2 separate regions of the Sus scrofa genome follow, and region 2 is linked to region 1. The links are chromatin contacts, called in public Hi-C maps. All regions are on one chromosome and are shown on one strand. Each heading gives the region's core, a stretch centred on a gene start, on an enhancer-like site or on the middle of the called end of the contact. The rest is flanking DNA. Distances are from core to core; before and after follow the strand shown. Region 1 has its middle 240 kb from the start of TRIB2. Region 2 has its middle 26 kb from the start of NTSR2.

Evidence for each region. Hi-C and Micro-C count contacts between places; a contact is called where the count stands out from the background.
Region 2: a contact with region 1 is called in a Hi-C map of embryonic fibroblasts, with 2.2 times the contacts expected there. The contact joins two enhancer-like sites. A contact is called at or near these places in 4 of 47 Hi-C or Micro-C datasets (embryonic fibroblasts, fibroblasts, mesenteric adipose tissue and 1 more).

The regions. Positions count from the first base shown.
Region 1 is chr3:123,953,834-123,957,127 of Sscrofa11.1, forward strand. No RefSeq gene overlaps it. Among named protein-coding and RNA genes, the nearest start is that of TRIB2, 240 kb to the right of the region's middle. Within about 2 kb of position 1,623, at least 13 of the 83 cell types and tissues checked have an H3K27ac peak or open chromatin away from gene starts, as enhancers often do. A contact at or near this core is called in embryonic fibroblasts, where this site is marked.
Region 2 is chr3:125,054,817-125,058,110 of Sscrofa11.1, forward strand. It overlaps a transcript of LPIN1 not described here. Among named protein-coding and RNA genes, the nearest start is that of NTSR2, 26 kb to the right of the region's middle. Within about 2 kb of position 1,680, at least 20 of the 83 cell types and tissues checked have an H3K27ac peak or open chromatin away from gene starts, as enhancers often do. A contact at or near this core is called in embryonic fibroblasts, where this site is marked.

The DNA.
Region 1 (3,294 bases), core at 373-2,872:
TCCATGTACGGAAACGTGTTCAGGCTCTTTTGCTGCCTTCCTCGTACGTTTCTGCAGAGCACAGCGTGATGAATGTTTGCAGGGTCTGTAGCACAGTCCTGTAATAGAATAAGTGTCCATCAGATGTTATTGTGTTATCAGGATCGCCACCATTGCTGTCGTTATTATTTTGTCTTCCTCGCAGCTTGAGAGTCTCCAGGGCAGATGTAATTGTCCCAGTTTTACAGAAGGGGGACTTAAGGCTCAGATGGGATAAATGGCTGCCTTTAGCAGAGCTGCAACATGAATTTTGCTCTTTTACTTCATGATACAATGCTCTCCCCTTTGCCATCATGTCTCAGCATATCCATGTTAGATAATTCTTCCAGTTGGGAAAAATGTTGGCAGAAAGAAAAGTTAATGAGCTGAATCATTTAAATGGACAGATTGGAAAAATACTGTTGTTCCTTTTGCATGTTACACTCTTGCCAGAAATCAAGTAGGTGGAGTTTTGGAAGAGTAACCAGTTAGCTAAATATGGTAGTTTCAGATAATCAAGTTTAAAGCCATACCAGTTATATTTAATGTTTGAAGGGGAAAAAAATCAGAAAATTTGGGCATGAGGCTGAACTCACTGAGCTTGGCTCACCACCAAATTTCTCTCATCCAAAGCAATGACGCTGAAGAGTTATAAATACCATGCACCTATATCATGAAGCGTAACACATCCTAGGAAAAGTTTTACGTTTAAGTCACCTTTGCAAAATGTTGGGAGTTAGCTAAGATTACAAACGTTCAATTCAGACCCCAGTTGCTAGAGAAAAAAACACATGTTTATATGGCAGCTGGGGGCAAAGCATCTGTGTGCACAGTTTTATCTGCTCCGGGGTCACTCTGTCTTTGACTCTGGTTTACAACTTACACCAGTCTCTGTAAGAGAAATCAGGTCCCACCCGCAGTTTTCTAGCTTAATGAGATAAAAACCCTGATGATCAGTGCATGAATGTAAAACTAAGATAAACTGGTATCTGCTACTGATAAATATTTAACAGATGTGGTCCAGATCCCTCTGCCAGCTGGAGGAGGGAAAAACGTTCTATTTCACAGTTCAAATATAATTATTGGCCACATTTCTCCAAGCAAAGACAGTGACATTGGCTCACTCCCCAGGAGAATTTTCCTCTGATCTTGGCATTAGGATTTGGTTTTCTTTAACAGATTGCAGCAATATACCCTTTGCTTGACCCACTTTCTTCATTCACAAGATACCTGGAGCCAAAGTCATGCATGGGAAACAGAAAGGGAAGAGCACAAGCTGTGTTTCTGTACCTGCCAAAGGGTTGCAGAGAAACGCACGTACTCCAGGCCCCACTGAATGCACCTGTCCATCAGTTTGGTCTGGCAAAGGATCATTTGATCCAAGCAGCTCATTCAGGACTTAGCAGCACTTCTACCCAGACCCACTAATCACTTTTTTGGGACAGCTTCACAGACAGTCATTATTATTCCAAGTCTTTTGCCCTTTGCACTCTTTAAACAGATTGTGTGCAAAGGCTTTTCCTAAACATCACCACTGAGACTCCTTCCAGTAACGAGTGACTCATCCCGTGGATCCCCAAGCAGCTGTTGTGTAATGGGAGCAGGATGTTTTGCCCATGTTCCTTGACCTGACCATGTTGACCCCCGAGGATGTTTTGGTCCAGGAAGGCATAGTCCAGAGCTTAGGTGGGTAACACACCCCAACAGGGTTCATTTCCCATTTCTACTCTGCTTGTGCAATCCCTTTTCCAAACACTGTTACCAGAATAATATTTTTTTTCTAAAACGCTAGTCTGACCATGTCATTCCTCTGCTTAAAAGCCATCAATCATGGACTTCCTGTCACCAACAAAAAAGCAGCACCACATTCTGATCCTACTTGACCTGCCTTTTCTCATCTTCAGCTCTCTCTTTGCATAATCACCCCTGGCCCCCACACTCATCCTGCCTGCATTACACATGAATGTATGCTATTTTTCTTGCCCAAGGCCCGAGGTCCAGAGTTACTTTCAAGTCTCATTCCTCATACAAAGCCTCTTTCAAGATCCACGTTAAGTATCTCTGCATCCAGGAAGCATTTTCTGCCAACTCCGGGCCTTGAACACCCCCTGCTTCTAAACACATGGCACATCTATTCTATCTCAGTCATTATAGATGTTTTCTTACTATTAAATTTATAGTTTTATTCTTGAGTGCATAGCTGTCTCACCAATTACTGAGAGTCAAGCTTATGTTTTATTTTCGTTTTGTAGATTGTGAGGGCAATGCAGTTGGGAACCTACATGCCATGTGGATGCTGAGGGCAGGAGGAACATATCAGACTTCCTCCTTCATCACTGAGTGGCTGTCTCAGAGCTGCAGAGCCCACCAAAGAGGACAGAAAACCTTGTCAGATAGAGAAGGACTATCTAGCCTACAGGGTACTGGTTTACTCTCCAGCTAGGCGCTCTAAATCTTGGAGGATGTGACGCCCAGCCCTGAGACCTACCATGCAGCCAGAGCTTGTTGGTTTGGTTTAAGGAACCCTATGGAAAGAGGAGAGCTAGGTTGGAACATACAACTGATCCCACGGGTATCCCCCATGGAATCTGTGTTTTTAAGGACCGAGTTTAATGGGGTACTAACTCATAGAATACACATATGATGATTTTATTAAAAGCATTATGAATAATCTTATCTCATTCAAACATCACCAAATCCATGATCAGGAGAGTCAGCTGTAAAACACAATTATTTACTGAGTGCTTGCACTGTGCCTGGGGACACAGAGGGAGGGCACTACTGTTTTTGCTCTTGAGGAATGCCCTGTGAACATCTTAGAGGTAGAACAGCTGAAGCGCACCGGCCAAACCGTCCAGTCCAGCGCTTGGCCTGGACTCCAGTACAGGCCTTGGATTCCTATCGGCGCAGCCCTCTTTCCACTCTTTATGCTGCTCTATGGCTTATGTTCAGGGAGTGACTGCTCTTCCTGGGTTTCTTTAATCTTGTCTGGATGGCTGGGAAGCTTAGGAGGAAGATGCAATAGAGAACAAATGTGTGGTTGCCAAGGGGGAGGGAACGGGATGGACTGGGAGCTTGGGGTTAAGGGGGAGGGAGCAGGATGGACTGGGAGCTTGGGGTTAATAGATGCAGACTCATACACTGAGAATGGAGAGATAGTGAGGCCCTGATTATATAGCATAGGGAACTATACCCAATCTCCTGGGATAGACCATGATGGAAATGAGTACTTTTTATGCACATATATAGATCAGCTCAGAGCCCATCATATGTATG
Region 2 (3,294 bases), core at 430-2,929, 1.1 Mb after region 1:
TGGGAAATTTCATATGCCACAGGTGCAGCCATAAAAAAGTAAGTGAAATTAAATTAAATTAAAACAAAACGAAATATTTTATTATGTTGAGTTATTTTAAAAAATAAAAGTTCTCATCACGAGAGAAAAATACGTAACTACATACAGCGATGGATGTTAACGAGACTTCCTGCGGCAATGATTTCACGATCTGTGATATCGCAAATCCTTATGTTGTATCCCTGAAACTAACATGATGCTGCATGTCAACTATATCTCAATTTTAAAAGAGCTTTCCTGGAAAAATAAATAAATAAATAAAAATAGCTTTCCTGGAGTTCCCGTTGTGGCTCAGCAGTTACTGAATCTGACTAGTATCCAAGAGGTTGCAGGTTCGATCCCTGGCCTCGCTCAGTGGGTTAAGGATCTGGCATTGCTGTGAGCTGTGGTGTAGGTCACAGATGCGGCTCAGATCTGGTGTGGCTGTGGCTCCGGTGTAGGCCGGCAGCTGCAGCTCCAATTGGACCCCAGCCTGGGGGTCCAAACAATAAAAAAATTTAAAAATAGCTTTCCTATAACATCTGTCAATGCGATATTTGTCTGGCTCCATAAGCTCATCTTTGAAGATATAAAAAACCTGCAGGGAGAACCAACAGAGCAAACTCTTTCCCGACAGTGTCCACAGAGGAAACACGCTCCACACATCCAGCGGCTCTGAGGGAAAAGAGTTTATGACGGGGGGACGGGAATGGCATCAGGTAAGATGGGAAGGCGTGACTGGGAGCAAACGTCAAGCCCTGATCCATTGTCTCCGAAGTGAGTGGGTTTCTACTTAGAAACAACCACCAAGACGATGGAGAAACTGCCGCCTCTGGGGACCTTACAGCCACGGGAGGGTGATCTCACATTTCTTGGGAGAGACGGGCGAGGTGGGGGAGTCACGGCAGCCCTGATTCTGGGAAGGACTTTTACGTAAAGAACTCAGAGAAAGCCTCTTGACCTTGTGCTCATCCAGGTCCTTCGGCGAAAGCTTCTGGTCTCCCGAGACAGCTGTGGCCACGCTGGCCCCCTGCCAGGCTGGAGCGCGGGCAGCAGCCAAGAGCAGGGACAGCAGAAGAATCAGGATGCCACATGCCCCCCTCCTCCCCCCGCGCCCCGTCGGGTCCAGCCTCGCCCCAGAGCTCCACGGGCTGAGCTAACCCGTGAAGACAAACATTCACGACCCTGGGGAATTGGGACCTGCGGGAAGGGGCACTGGAGGGAAAGGTGGCCAGCAGCTGGGGAGAAAATGACCACGCAGTCGGCTGCTGGATGCAGTGACATTCTCCAGCCACGCCAGGCCACCTACGCCCTGGCTGGGACTGTGTGTGTGAAGCTGGACTCTTCCAGGTTGACACGTTACCTGAAGCTGAGTGTGACAAGCTCCCCTTGAGAGTGGCATGTGACCCGTGGTGGGGCTTGCTCCTGGCCTGGGGAGATGGTGAAGAGAGAGCCGTAAATGGAGCGGGCGGGCTCAGGAGGGGCTGGGTACCAGGCTCTGCCTGCCAGGTGCCCACAGCCAAGAGGCTAATCAGGTGGGAGTCAGCTTTTCAGCCACCAAGACAGCCAATCAAGAGCTCCAAGACCTGTGAGGCTGGCCTTTCCCTGTCCCCAGGGCAGACCTCGTCACTACACACGACAGGCAGGAAAGGAACCAGCAAGGTTTGGCGAACACAAGCTTCCCAGGGCTGGGGAGGCAGGCTGAATTCCTACGCGGTGATGCACAGATGCCTCGGACCAGCCGCAGGCTTTTGCCAAAGGGCAGATGCAGAAGCCCAAGCCTGGTGTGGCCCAGAGTGGCTGGGGGGGCTCCTTCCAGCCCCCCACCCCAATCCCTGCCCCAGCATTGGTCCCCAGCCCCCAGAGGCTGCTGCTGCTCCAGCCTGAAGGGCAGACAGAGCCCAGGGCTGCCACAGACACATGAGCTGGGCGAGGCTTCTGGAATGTGCGGGAGGCTGGCCTTGGGGCACACACGGGGCCTTGGGTTTCAGGGCCGCCTAGTTGAATGACAGCTCCGCTTAAATACGAAGTGGCAACAAGCCAGAGCTCCACAGAAAAAGGTGCACCCTTCTTGGGTCTCGAGCTAGGGGACCATGTGTCTGTTCTCATGGGACACAGCTCTGCTCTTGGGAACAAACATCCTTTTCTGGGCCAGAGGCTGGGGACCCAGAGACAGGCTGGGGGTCCCTGTTCTGACGGAGTCCCGGGGCCCCACCCCTGCTAACCTGGAGAACCATGTAAAAGAGAGCGTGACAGGGGAGGGGACAGGAGCGCGTGGAAGGCACGGGGCCGTGACAGCGGAGCTCAGCTGTGAAGGCAGAGGGTGTTTGCAAGGCTGAAAGCGGGCGAGAATCCACATGGCAGGGAAACGGGTCACGAGGGCCTCCAAGCTCGGAGCAGCAGCTCCTGGTGGCCTGTGGCCAGATGCGGGGCCAGGAGGAAGCACCTTCAGGCTACCCCGGGCTGGCTGGGCCACGGACGAAGCTGGCTTTGTCCTGCCTCCCCCTGCTCTGGCCAGGAAGCCCTCGCCCAGCACCAGGGAAGAGCGAAGGGCTCTTACTCAGCACCGCCTCTCCCACTGTCCGTCCAGCCAGTCAACAGCGAAACGCACTCTCGCTTTGGGGTGTCTCTTTGCTGCCTATCAAGGCCCCTCCCTTCACCTGCTGTCCACCTGCTGCCCATTCCGTTTCTGGCGAATGATGCTTAAGGGTCGTCTGTGCTGGTTTTCTTCAATTCTGTTCCTCTTGTTCTCTCTTAAACCCACTTCAGTCTGGCTCCCCTGCCTCCCCCACTGTTCTACCAGAACTGTCTTCATCAAGATCACCAATGGCACCTGGGCATCCAGTCCTTAATCAAGCTTTTTATTTATTGTTATTATTATTTTGGCCGCGCCCACAGTATGTGGAAGTTCCTGGGCCAAGGATTGAACCCAGGCCACAGTGGCGACCTCAGCCACTGCAGTGACAACCCTGGCCCTGACTTCGTCTCCTGATGCCCCACCCCCTCCCCCGTCATCCATCCCGGACTCCCTGCTCTCCTCCTCGTCCCCAAACGCTCCACCTTAGCGTCCTTGCCCTGGTTGGTCTCGTTGCCAGGAACCCTTTTTCCCCAAATCAAATGACCGACTCCTCACCCCCTTGAAATATCACCTTCTCAACGAGGCTGCCCCGACCACAGTCTGCCCTCCGCCCTCAGAATCTCTGATCCTTGCCGTTTCCCTTTTCCCATTGTGCTTTCAACCTCTATCACATTCAATCATTTACATGTTTATTACAC